2 separate regions of the Mus musculus genome follow, and region 1 is linked to region 2. A link is a contact called in public promoter capture Hi-C data. All regions are on one chromosome and are shown on one strand. Each heading gives the region's core, a stretch centred on a gene start, on an enhancer-like site or on the middle of the called end of the contact. The rest is flanking DNA. Distances are from core to core; before and after follow the strand shown. Region 1 overlaps Hspa4 (heat shock protein 4). Region 2 holds the start of Cdkl3 (cyclin-dependent kinase-like 3).

Region 1 (6,851 bases), core at 1,053-3,552, 1.3 Mb before region 2:
ACACATACCCAGAGAGTGACAAATTAACCCCATTACTCTTAATCCTAGTAGTTATATAACTTGGATAGTTTAAGCTACCCTGTATAAACCTGTGTATTCTCCTGTTAGAGTTTAGGTCAACCCATTAAGACACGGTTCCAGGAATCTGAAGAAAGACCAAAATTATTTGAAGAACTAGGGAAGCAAATCCAACAGTATATGAAAGTGATCAGCTCTTTCAAAAACAAGGTATCTTAGTTTCATTTTCGTATGATTTTTGGTTATGGCACTGTATGTTTGTTTGATTTTGTGTTTTTGAGGCAAGATCTCACTGTGTAGGCCTGGGTGGCCTGGGACTAGCTATGTAGGCCAGGTGTCTTTGAACTCACAGAAGTCCATATGCCTGTGTATCCTGAGTGCTGGAATTAAAGCCATGCGCCAACACAACCAGTCTTAGTTTTTCTTTTTAAATCTTACTAGTTTTATTCTTATGCACATAGCAAAGCATTGGATCTTTGTTGGGGGCTGAAGTTACAGTTGGTTTTAAGCTGCCCAATGAAGATAAAGTGAACTGAACTTGGATTTTGTACAAGAGCCTTTAGCTGCCAAACCGTCTCTCCAGCCCCAAGATGAGAAATGTTTGAGAGGAGATACTGGGTAGGGAGTTGCTCATCTTCCAATTAACTGTCATCTCCACTTGTAGGAGGACCAGTATGAACACTTGGATGCTGCTGACGTGACAAAGGTAGAGAAAAGCACCAATGAGGCGATGGAGTGGATGAATAGCAAGCTTAACCTGCAGAACAAACAGAGCCTGACGGTGGATCCAGTTGTCAAGACAAAGGAGATTGAAGCTAAAATTAAGGTAGTTCTTGCCCTTGTGTACTCTCTCTCCTCCCCCCCCCCTCTTTTTCTTCCTTCCTTCCTTCCTTCCTTCCTTCCTTCCTTCCTTCCTCCCTCCCTCCCTCCCTCCCTCTCTCCCTCTCTCTCTCTCTCTCTCTCTCTCTCTCTCTCTCTCTCTTTCTTTCTTTTTTTTTTTTTTGAGACAGGGTTTCTCTGTATAGCCCTGGCTCTCCTAGAACTCACTCTGTAGACCAGGCTGGCCTTGAACTCAGAAATCCATCTGCCTCTGTCTCTCTGCCTCTGCCTGAATTAAAGGCGTGTGCCACCATGCCGGGCCCTGGACATTTCTTAGCAGCTCTTTGTTATTAACAGTTGGGATTTCATTATGGCTTAGGTATTGGGGTTTACTTAGCATGTCATATAAAATTTGTTTCATTTATAAGAAACTATAGTTTTCTTTACCATTCTAGGAGCTGACAAGTATTTGCAGTCCTATAATTTCAAAACCCAAACCCAAAGTGGAACCCCCAAAGGAGGAACCAAAACATGCTGAGCAGAATGGACCAGTGGATGGCCAAGGAGACAACCCAGGCTCCCAGGCTGCTGAGCACGGTGCAGACACAGCTGTGCCTTCTGATGGCGACAAGAAGCTTCCTGAGATGGACATTGATTGATTCCAACACTTGTTTATATTAAAACAGACTATTATAAAGCTTTAAGTTGTCAACTTTGTTCTGAATATCAACTAGAGCAAGCAAATACTGGAGATTTCTTAGTCAGTTTTTAGGGGACCTCGGGGGTGGGGTATATAGGTAATATACAGAGCATTTTGACTTCTAAATAGTTAGATCCAGAGATGAAGTGCACTGTTCTCTCTTCATTACGGTCCTGTTTAAGAGCCCAGCTAGTCTATCTGAGCTCTCGCCTCCATCCTTGTTTTAATCATGCTTCTACAAGGTGAAGTGTGTTTGGGGAAACTGAGCTCTAACAAAAGCCGCGACAGCCACCAGGCAGGCTTTTCCTTATACATGACAGAAGTTCGTATTACGCCTTGGAAGGTCTAGGTGGAGATCACCACCAGCATTCTCTGCCTGTGGGGTTGTGGGGCTGGTGCTTTCTCCATTTCTGAGGGTCAGGATGGCCAAGCATGGATTAACACTAGGAGAGTGCAGAGCGCAGCAGAGCCTGCTCTCATCCCTCTATCCCCAGCCCAGTCTTCCTCCTCCATCCTTAAGCAGTATAAATGCTATGTGCCCTCTTCACTTAGAGCGAGCTTTAGTGTGTCAAGGGACTCTGCTTTCCTGTACTTCCTAAAAGTACATTCACTAATACTGAAGCATCAAAGTGTAGTTTAACCTTAAGGTTGGGTTGTAAATAACACAGTTGGGTGTAGGCATGGTAAATCTGAGCAGTCCATCCTTAGTATGGTGGAAAGATTTGTACCCTGACCCGCTCGAGTGGTGGTAGATGTATGTAAATTAGAAGTTTGAATGGGACAGGATGAGAGTTCGAGGCTCTTTGTTTGGTATCTTTTGTGTTAATGTGTCTTGAATCTGCCAATCTGTATGTTAAAACAGCTGACAGATTGTAAAGCTATTGCACTGCGTTGCCCTGGACAAGTCTGAAATTGGTATAAAAGACAAGGTGCCCAAGGTCACAAGAACACCTCATTGCCGACTGAAGCCAGTGTCAGGGCACCACATACTCCTGGGGCCAGTCTACAGGAAAGAGATGTTCTGCAAACAAGGGTGGATGCCTGCAGTAGAGGTCAGAGCTGGTTACCTGCCTTAGTTACAAGTGTCGGTTATGTTCTGGGTCTTTGTAATCGCTGATCTCTGTAACAGAGCCTCTGTTTATTTTTGCTTGTTGGAAATAGGGTTCAACCATGCATAGTTAGAATCACTATGCATCTGTCTGTCCACACAGGAAGTGCTATAGCTCTCAAGTGCTCTAGAGGCAGTTGGAAAGGAAGGAATGCATGCTTATGTGAGCAGCTGGACTCCCGCTCAGTACAGGCCTGGAACCCCAGGCCAAATGTATGCTCTGCTTCCTTGAGTGCTGTAAGAGTTCCCACTGGCCTTGCTCTGAGGCCAAGAGCTTTTTCAAATGCAGGCTGCAGGATTAAGCCAGCTCTTATGCAACTGACTGTCCTTAATGAAGAACTCATAAACATTTGTGTGTGGGGGTGGGGGTGGGAGGGTTTGGGTGCTGGGATGGGGGTGAATTTGAAGTTTAAGATTAAAAGCTAGAAATCAGATGGTCTGCTTCTGCTATGTCTGTAGACCGATTGGATGTATGTGGAGGCTGGCCAGATGGCAACTGATGACTTGTGTGCAAACAAGTGTTTATCCGGGTTGCATTATCCAAACTGGTTTGTTAAAAACTCTAGGTCACATTCTTACACTAAGAAAAACAGTTAACATGAGACAAAGTTTAGGAAAAACTAATAAAAGAAACCTGTCTTAACTTGAATGGTTTTCTTAATTTTCTTAAGTGGGCTGTTTGTGTGTGTGTGTGTGTGTGTGTGTGTGTGTGTGTGTAGGGGACTTACTTGAGTAGTTATATATGTGGGTGGGTGGGTAGGGGCAGGCTGGGGGAGACTGTCAACAGAATAAGCTGGCCTGAATGCAGTCCATCATCCTGCCTTAGCTGCTTGCCTGTGTGCTTATTTTGGAGCCCTCTGCCCCTGAGAATAGCAATCCAGTGTTCTTGGTATAGTAATCTTCTGCGAGGCTGGCCTTTAGATTTGATGGTAGAAGGTAGATGGCACAGAGTATTAACATAAGTGCCAGGACTGAGTAGGGCCAGAATCTGCTAGGAACTGATGCCTGGCTAGTTGGGGACATGCCCTGTGGTGAGGCAATAGGGTTGAAGTAGTGAGCCCTTTACTGCCATGGCATGGGTCCTATGTAGGGAGAAGTCAGACGCTGGTTGGTTGAAACTCACCTTTATGGACCATGCTGGCCTCAGATTCAGATCTGCTTGCTGCTGCCTCCCCAGGGTGGGATTAAAGGTATGTATTGCCACACCCAGCCTCAGGTCATGCCTTGGGCTATGCTTTTTGGAGAGGTTGGGGTGGGCCTGGCCATAGCTGTTCTACGGCATCGGGTGGCATGGTCAGCAGTGCCCCTGCGTGGGGCTGTGGGGACTGTGAGGGTGGGAGTAAAGCAATGACTGATGTCAAATTGTCCACTGCGGTCACTTTGCTCTGTGTGTGTGTGTGTGTGTGTGTGTGTGTGTGTGTGTGTGTGTGTGTGTGTGTGTGTGTGTGTGTGTGTGTGTGTGTGTGTGTAAAACCCTGTCAGAATCTGGAGGCATGAAGAACCAGGTGACTTGTGTAAGGAAAGTGGTAGAAAGGGCCTGGGTGACTACTTAGATCTGTTTACCAGTGGCTGAGTTTTACAAGGAGCCAAGATGTACCTGAAGGAGGGGGAAGGATTTCAGTGTGGCTCCAGCTTATGCCTATGGTGAAAAACTGGCAGTTGCTTTTAGGGGAATAAGTGACAAGGCAAGAAGTGGCAGGTTAGAAGTCTGGTTGACTTTTCATTGTCTCATTGCTGAAGATGAAACCTAAGGCTCACACATAGCAGGCAAGTGCTCTACTGTAAGCCACATTTTATCCTCAAGCTCATCTCCCTTCCCTGCCTGTCTCCCGAGTGGCTGGGATTAAAGCCACAATGCTTGACCTAAAATTGTTTTAAACAGAATGGCATGGGAGACAGAGGCAGATGGATCTCAAGACCACTCTGGTCTGTGCAGTGAGTTTCAGGTCAGCCAAGGGCACAGTGATAACCTTGTCTCGGCAAAACAAGCAAAAACAAAAGTGAAGAGAAAGACCCTGAGCTGGAGTTACAGCTTAGTTGGAGCCAGCATGATGGTGCATGTCTGTAATCGCAGCGCTCATGGAGTAGAGAGTGGAAGGATGGAGGATCACAGTTCAGGATCTGCCTATGTGTGTGTGAGTTTGAGGCTGGTCTGCACTACAGTGGGATGCTCCAGAATAAGTAAGCAATGGATAAATGACTTTAAGGCCTTAATTCTAAAATAGATGTGGAACTTTAGGTCTGTTGGGGTCATGGTAGGTCAGCTGCTGGTTGTAAAGGTTGTAGAGGATAGAGAAAACTGTTGTAGTTCCAGGTAGCTGTGGAAGGAATCCTCAGGGCTGGGGCTGTCCTGGATATATTTAGAAGTGTCCAGAAAGGAAGTAGAACCTTCTAGAACAGAAGGTTGGGAAGAGGGAGTTCAACCATGAGAAATGGAATGGCTAGTAGGTCTAGATGCTTCAGGAGTGTTCCAGAAGGTGGGAGCTGGTTGAGCCCCTAAGGAGCTTGGGTTCAGAGAACCCACGAGTTCCCAGGCACTCTCAGCCTGCTGGAAACGGGATCAGTTGGCAGGCTGGGCGGTGTCCTGTGCCCATGGTCTAGAATTAAATGAGGATGGTTCTCACCACTCTTCTTCACTCATGGTTTGCCAGTACATTTCTTGGATGGCTCTGGCTGGGGACAAGCCCAGGACATGACCCTCACAGACCTGAAACACAACTGCCCTTGTGCACTGGATGCTGCTGTTTGAAGCAGAGGCTGCTGTAAGAACTGTAAGAAGGAGGGGTGTGCGGAATCTGAGGCCAGCATGGTCCATAAAGGTAAGTTTCAACCAACCAGCGTCTGACTTCTCCCTACATAGGACCCATGCCATGGCAGTAAAGGGCTCACTACTTCAACCCTATTGCCTCACCACAGGGCATGTATCCACTAGCCAGGCATCAGCCCAGGAAGCAAGACAGAAAGCAGGAAGGTGTGCTTTTCTGGGGGATCAGGGAAAGAAGGGACCTAGGCAATGTTAACAATACAGACATGCTTCCCAGATCTGTGCAATACCCAAGGGCAATCACGGGCTGGCCATAACCTTGCTGTCCAGTTCTGGCGCATGCATTCAGGAAGAGAGAATAGAGGGATATTTGCTTCCAGTTACTCAGTGGGATTTGCAAAATTCAAGTCCAACACTCAGAGTCAGACACTATAGAAAGCTGTATTTGTCTTGGGCCCTTTCATGAGCTGTGCAGAGACTTAAATCCATACAGGGCTGGGTGCCTGTTAAAAATTTGGAGTCCTGGATCAATGGAGGAAGAGAGAGCAGCACGACTGCTTTTCTTATCTCCAGTTAGCAGGCTTTTTTCCACCACTGCTGCAGGACTCACATTGTTCTGCTTTGTTTTCTACCTGAACTAAAAAACTTACTTTAAAATTGGGATTGGAAAGACAGCTCAGCAGTTAAGAGTGCTTGCTGATCTTGCAGAGGACTGAGTTCAGCTCTCAGTGCTCATAATGGGCCGTCTGTAATTCCAGCTCCAGAGAATTGGAAACCTCTGGTCTCTGCAGGCAACTGCATTTGCTTGCACATACACACACACTTAAAAATGATAAATCTTAAAACCCCTCCTTATACTTTAAAGCAATATCAGCCTACTATTTGTTTGGCTAGTGCTTGCAGAGGGGAAGCTGTGGCTCAGCTCCCAGGACAAACACTAGTCAGATATTTGCAGGGTGAGCTGGATCAGAAGGCGTATCCAGCTCAAGGGCATCTGTTAGCTATTCCAGTGGAAGGAGTATTACTGTGTATTACTTTTATTGTTGTTGTTGTTGTTGTTGCTCATACAAGTACCTAACAAAAGCAATACAATTAAGGAAGGACTTTGATGGCTCACAGTTTGAGGGCACAAGTCCATCCTGGTGCGGGTGGGGTGATGAGAGCATGCAGGAAGCAGAGCTGAGTCATGGGTCACCCCACTCTGCCCCCTTTCCGTTCAGTTCAGGGCCCTGGCCCATGGCATGGTTCTGCTTGCTCTGGGGCAGGTCTTCCCTCTTGAGTTAAACCTCAGGGAAATATTTTCACAGGTACATATTGGTGTGCCTCCTAGGGGGTTCTAAATTCCGTTAGGTTGATAATCAAGAGTAGCTTTCACAGGAGGTTTTATAGTATCTGAAACATCAAGAGGCCCATGCAGTGGTCTGGAAAGGCCCTTGCTTGAG
Region 2 (6,207 bases), core at 1,395-3,894:
TATGATCTTCATCACATATAAAACACCTAGACTTCAGTCTCAAGGTAAGAAACTAATGTCCCTACATTCCAGGGACTAGAAAATTATATTTTATTAGCAGTGGTCTGTAGAATGTATTAGGTTGAAAACTAAGGGGGTCTGGTAAGAACCTAACTCAGGAATGCTGCTAGTATCATGAGGCCATTTTTTAGAATTCAGCAGTGTAAACAGATACAAAGTTAAAATGATAGACTGCAGATAACATAGGAGAGAGTGTAGAAGCAAATAGAAAAGAGTCGGGTTTTGTTTGGTTTGTTTCAGTCTCTAGCTCTGGACTCTCCTAGGAACGTGCATGTTCTTTTGACTGCCTCAGCTCTTTGGTCTGGTAGACCCAGCACCCCTGCAGTGCCTGGAGCTCCCCGATACGATACTGTTGCTGCTTGTAAAAGCTTAATAGCCTTCAGTTACAGATCCCTGTCACCTCCAAGTCAACATTTCCACAACTGAGCTAGTTCTCAACCTCTCTTCCAACTCACATCAACTGCAGTGTTCTCTGGACTTCAGGGCATCTCTGACTCTTTAACGGCCTCATGATACTAGCAAGCCCCCAAACCAAGTTTTGACTTCTTAGACTAAAACACTTTCTGTTTCCAATTTACTACACTTTAATCACACTTCTTTCTAATTCTATACAGGAAACTCATAGAGCAAGTATCTGCTCTTCTTCTTCCCATTCTTGCTGTCCTGTTTTAGTCTTTCTGACCTTACTGCTGTTCCCCTAACCTGGAAGTATCTCCATCCTATCCCACTGCTGTACATCATTCAAGGACAAGTACATACCCTATTTTCTGTTTAAAACAAAACAAAACAAACCAACCAAACAAACAAAATCCTTCCCCATCAAACGGGAATTGGTGGGATTTAATATTAACCATTAAATAAACAACAAATGAACAAAAAAGCCTGTGTGGGTATGTGATTGTATGCACATGCCTGCAGGTGTCTCTGGAAACCAGAAGTAGGTACAGGATCCCTGGGAGCTGGAGTTACAGGCAGTTGTGAACCTGCTGATGTGGGGTGCTAGGAAATGACTCTAGTCTAGGAAGTGCTTTTAACCACAGAGCCATCTCTCTGGCTCAGCGTGAACCACTCTTATTCAGGGTTATTTTACTATACCCTCCTGCATAGTTATGCCACTAAGGAACATTTTTTTTTTCTTCAAGACAGGTTTTCTTTGTTTAACAGCCTTGGCTGTCCTAGAACTCACTCTGCAGACCAAGCTGGCCTTAATCTCAGAGATCTACCTGTCTCTGACTCTCCAGTACTGGAATTAAAGGTTTGCACCCCAATACCTGGCAAAAAAAATTTTTTTTCCTTCTTCCTACTCTCATCGTTTTCCACAATCCCTTGTACAAAGCAGACATCCTTACTAAGTATTATACTTGAATAGTTTTGAATGATTTTACAATACTAGCATAATTGTTATACACAAGCACACAATCTTATATCAATAAAAAAGTACAGATTGTAGACAATGAGGGTTTCTCTATGACAGGTCTTAGTTTATCTGTTAATGGAAACATTCTTTCATATATTTTATTTTTATCCCATAACAATTTCTCTTTTGACTTAAATAATCAAGGAAAAAGAAGATGGGTGTTTCAATGTAGGCCTGTAAATCTTAGCCCTGGAAAAAAATAAAGCATTTCAAGACAGCCTGGGCTGCATAGCAAGATAGGTCCCAATGGGAAAACAAGAAAAAATATATATAATAAAAGGCAAAAGAAGCAAACCTTTAGAAACTTTATTTCTCTCGTTGCAATTTTGTTGACAGATTTTTCTGGTTTCTCATAGAAAATCTTAATGGCCACTATTCGCCCAGTGTCCTTATGTTTGCATTTCATGACCGTTCCATAACTTCCCTCTCCCACTTTTCCAAGGGTTTCATACATCTCCATTTTCAAGCCTGGCTTCTACTTCACAGAAATAAAGAAAGAAAACGTTAAACGTTCACACTTTCAATTATACAAGCTCTATAATGCTTAGAGATAATCCCCTACTTTCGGATATAAGAACAAAAACTAGGAGTGCCGGCTACAGCAGAGCCTGCTCGAGGGAACTCTTAAATTGTCTAAGAAGCTCCAACTTTCACCAGAACGCAGGATGTCCTTCATTAATCTAGCATTTTGTGTAGACCGGGATTGAGAAATAAAAGAGGTCTGATATGCGTTTAACTCAGGCATCCTTTTAGAATACGGGATTTACAATTTGAGGTCCCCTTTCAGGAACAATGGAAGCCAAACTAAAAAGTCCCGCTAACAACACTGCGGGTCCCTTGTTAGGAGCCACGGTCCACCAAGCGTGGGGACTCCCACCTCAGCACTAGTCACCCATACGTCCTGCCCTCTCCTCAAACACGCAGTCTGTGCAGCCCCAACCCGAGTGGCCCGTCTCGCCGCGCTGTCGACCTCGTCCTGAGAACCACCGCCGCCTCAGCCCATCCTGTAGTCCCGCCGGCCCGGCTGCGTGCAAGTCCCAGCCGGCCCGGGACACCACACCTCCTCTCCTGGCCGACCTTGCCGGCTCGGGGCAGCCGGACGCCCTGGCAACGGGGTGAGGGCGGGGCACTGCCGCGTTCCGAGCACAGTACGCAAGACTGGAAATTGCTGAGGTCCTGACCCGGAAGGGAAAGTGACACGAAGCGGAAGATAGACCCAAGGGGAAGGGGGAGGGACGTAGGAGGCCCGCGTGCTTGCAGGTGGGGGTGGGGGTGGGGGGTGGGGATGAGGGAGAGCGGGGCATTTTATAGCAGAATGAACGCCTGGAGGCTTTCGCCCGGCAAGAGAGCGTTTTGTCACCTGGGTGGTTACTGGTCCCTTACTTGTGCCCGGTTCTAGGAGGTTGACGGAGATAATTGGATCTACGGAACACTTATGGGGCTACAGTTTGCCAGTGCTTCGTTACTATTCCATGCAACCGATTTCGACCTCAAAGTCGACATAATCCTTAAACCGGGGACAAGATCGTTTTTGGATAGAGGGCTTAGCTCGGTAGTAAGCCACATACTCAGCGTTCACTACTCCTCTGACTTATTTCTAACACCATTTCTGTACACATTTTCAGTTTCCCAATTACTACTGCTTTCTACCTACTAGTGATCCCTTTTTGTTTTGAGACAAGGGCTACTATATAGCTCCGGGTAGCCTGGGACTCACAATGTATACTTCCAGGCTGGCCTCAAACTCCCAAGATTATCTGCCTGCTTAGAGTGCTGTGCTGAGTGCCATCATATCCAGCCCTAGCAGTACTTTTAAAGTTTTCTCATGACGTGTGAAACGCAAAACTTTTTAGGAAAACAAAATAATTCACCGGACTCTGCCACAGGCTGAGTAAGTACAAGGACGCCTAGGGATGTACTTTTAAATAGCCCGCAGAGCTTTTAAAAGGGCTCCATTTTTACAGATCTTGATTTAACTGTAATAGCAAAAGTAGGTCATCGAGATGGCTCAGTAGGAAAAGGCTACGAAGCCCAAAGTGTAGAGTTCAATTTCTTGGACCTACGTGGTGGAAAATGAACCAACTCCTCCAAGTTGTCTTGTGACCTATACACACAAATGAATGTGCACAACGAGTGTGCTGAGTAGTGTAAAAAAGAAACTAGTTTGCTTTTTTAAAAACAAAAACAAAAAACAGTTTAGGGCTGGAGAGATGGCTCAGCGGTTAGGATTACTGACTACTACTCCAGAGGTCCTGAATTCAGTTCCCAGCAACCACATGGTTACTCACAAGCATCTGTAATGGGATCTGATGCCCTCTTCTGGTGTGTCTGAAGACAGCTACAGTGTATTTGTAAAAAAAAAAAAAAAAAAAAAAAATCTTAAAAAACAACAAACAAACAAAAAACAGCCGGGCGTGGTAGCTCACGCCTTTAATCCCAGCACTTGGGAGGCAGAGGCAGGCGAGTTCCAGGACGGCCAGGGCTACACAGAGAAACAGTTTAGACGCATTTCCATTTTTGCAATTTTGCTACTAACTGCTAGAGCCTGGCTTTGGAGCTTGAGAGTTAGGAGGGCTGGGCACTTGGCTTGGATTTTTCTTTTTCCTATAAATAAGAATGTTGTGAGACCTGCTATATGTTTACTTAAGATTTGTTATGAACTAAATATTTGCAAGGAGCAAAGCATGAATTAGTGAGCCCCTGTCATCACAAACTAACTCCTAACCCCAGCACTCAGGAGAGAGGAAGTCAGAACTATGTGAGATTGGGGCCAGCCTGGTCTACATAGCAAGTTACCCTGTTTTAATAAGTGAAATTATAGTTCTAAGACTGCGGTTGTAGGTTTCCAGCAAGCCACCTGGCCATGAAATTGTGTGAATTTTGTTAACATTCTGCTCTCTATATTTTTGGGAAGCATTCAATTTATCAAAACATTTCATTTTGGATATTAAAAACTATCCCGTCCATTTTTTAAAGTAATAAATTGCTAGATAAGCAACAGAATGAGATTTTTAAAAAGCGTCTGCCATTTCACTCTATGTATTTCTTGATCATGAGGAAGATTAACATTGGTATGGCTGGACGGAAATTTAAAAAAGCCCAGGCACTTGTTACCGGCCCAGGGGATTTAAAAAGCCTGTTTTCCCCCAAGACAAGGTCTCTCCCAACTCTAGGTGCGGTGGAATTTGCAGACCTCTAGTCCCCTGTCTACCCAGTGCTGGAGTTGTGCTTGTGCGCTGCATCCTTTTCAATAACATTTTACAGGGCTACCTAAGGCCCTGGGGTTCTACGGAATAACTCAAAGAGAAGAAACGTAAAGGTAAGAATATTTAACTTTTAGCTTAGTCACATTGTGAGGACACAGCAGCGGCTATCAAGAGTAAGACATACCTGACAATCCTCAAGGTTACTTTTTGGCGGGGAGGGATGAGACGCTCAGGCTGCCTAGGGTGGCTACCATCCTGCTTCACTGAGGCTAGCCTTATACTCCTGATCCTTTCCACTCTCCGAATGGTGGGATTGGCAGGATGCACCAAGACGCTGGGTTCTCAAGGTCATTTTAAATCAAGAGAATTGTTTGAAGGAAGAAGGGATAAGGACAGTGAAAAAGGTTAACCCTTCCTGGTTTCATGGAACCATGTGAAAGAGTGAGCAGTGGAGTCTCATGCGCTTCCCCCTTCTTGAGTTAAAGAATTCCGCATCTACTACACTGTTCCGGTCCCTAGAACTAACAAATCCCCAATACAGGGCTAGAAGCTGAGCACGGAAATTCCAGGAGCCAGCTGGGGGCTGTGGTGGTCAATGCTTCGGGAATCGGCTATGAATCAACCCCCCACACCGCACTTCCGGTCCATTTGGTCCCTCTTTGCTATTGTATAAAGCTTGTAATGAGTTACCTCAGAGTCGAGCTCTAACTCCCACCCATGTCTGCAGGATCTCTCCCCTGATCTGAATCATTTTTGTAGGTTTCTTTGACAACCAGCAGCATTGATATGCTCTAAAATCACACCCACTCACTTCTTGAAAAACACAATTGTGCCCCACCGCAGGCAAATTCACAGATTCCAATTCAAAGACTCCATAGATGGAGTCTTTAAGGTTTGGGCAATCTATTCCACTCTCATTTCTGTATAAATTCTAAGTATGGAAATTCCATTAGCAGGAACAGGCTATTGATGCAAATGCCCTTAATCCCATCTCATTTGCACCGACCTAGCATTCAAAGCCGTTCATTACAAGGCTTTGCCACACTTTCAGTACCTGTCCCACGTACCAGAGTTGCTAAGCCACTTGAAACACAGAATTAAGTCCAGATTTTTTTTTTGTTGTTCCGTTTTAAAAGACTCAGAATGCAAGCGGCTCCTTCCACAATGTCTCCTTTTGCAAAGCCCCAGTACTTTGGGACCAAAAGAATAATGTATGACTAGAGGTGTCAACTCCTTATACTCAAGGACCTGCTTTGTTAGACCTGAAACCAGAGCCAGGCTAGGCCATCACGTGACCTGCTCTGATGGCGTCACAGGCACACGTGGTTCTAGATACTTCGCTCCCTCCCCCTCAGGGGTGGATTGTTGACAGCGGCGCTGGCGGTCACGTGACTTGACGTCACCCCCCCCCCCACCTCCTCTCCTCCGAAATCTCAGGCTCCGGATGCACCACTCTCTCCCCGTCCGGCCGAACTTGAAACTAGCGACGGGGGGAGCGAGGCGAGGTAGCGTGTGGGCTCCGAG

Evidence for each region. Promoter capture Hi-C pulls out the DNA fragments that hold promoters and counts their contacts.
Region 1: a promoter capture Hi-C map of embryonic stem cells shows a contact between it and region 2, with 4 times the contacts expected there. The contact joins the enhancer-like site here to the promoter of Cdkl3 in region 2. A contact is called at or near these places in 9 of 39 promoter capture datasets (the 3T3-L1 cell line, 3T3-L1-derived adipocytes, the HPC-7 cell line and 5 more) and 1 of 115 datasets of contacts at active chromatin or transcription factors (T-cell acute lymphoblastic leukemia).

What each region holds. Positions count from the first base shown.
Region 1 is chr11:53,256,257-53,263,107 of GRCm38.p6, reverse strand. It overlaps Hspa4 (heat shock protein 4), which reads left to right. Exons shown (of 19, transcript NM_008300.3): 17 at 109-228; 18 at 683-844; 19 at 1,293-3,294. The coding sequence ends at 1,496. Among named protein-coding and RNA genes, the nearest start is that of Hspa4, 41 kb to the left of the region's middle. Within about 2 kb of position 2,302, at least 19 of the 459 cell types and tissues checked have an H3K27ac peak or open chromatin away from gene starts, as enhancers often do. A contact at or near this core is called in embryonic stem cells, where this site is marked.
Region 2 is chr11:52,000,658-52,006,864 of GRCm38.p6, reverse strand. Cdkl3 (cyclin-dependent kinase-like 3) reads right to left here and starts at 2,644. Exons shown (of 14, transcript NM_001166654.1): 1 at 2,355-2,644; 2 at 1,773-1,952. The coding sequence starts at 1,937. It also overlaps a transcript of Ube2b not described here.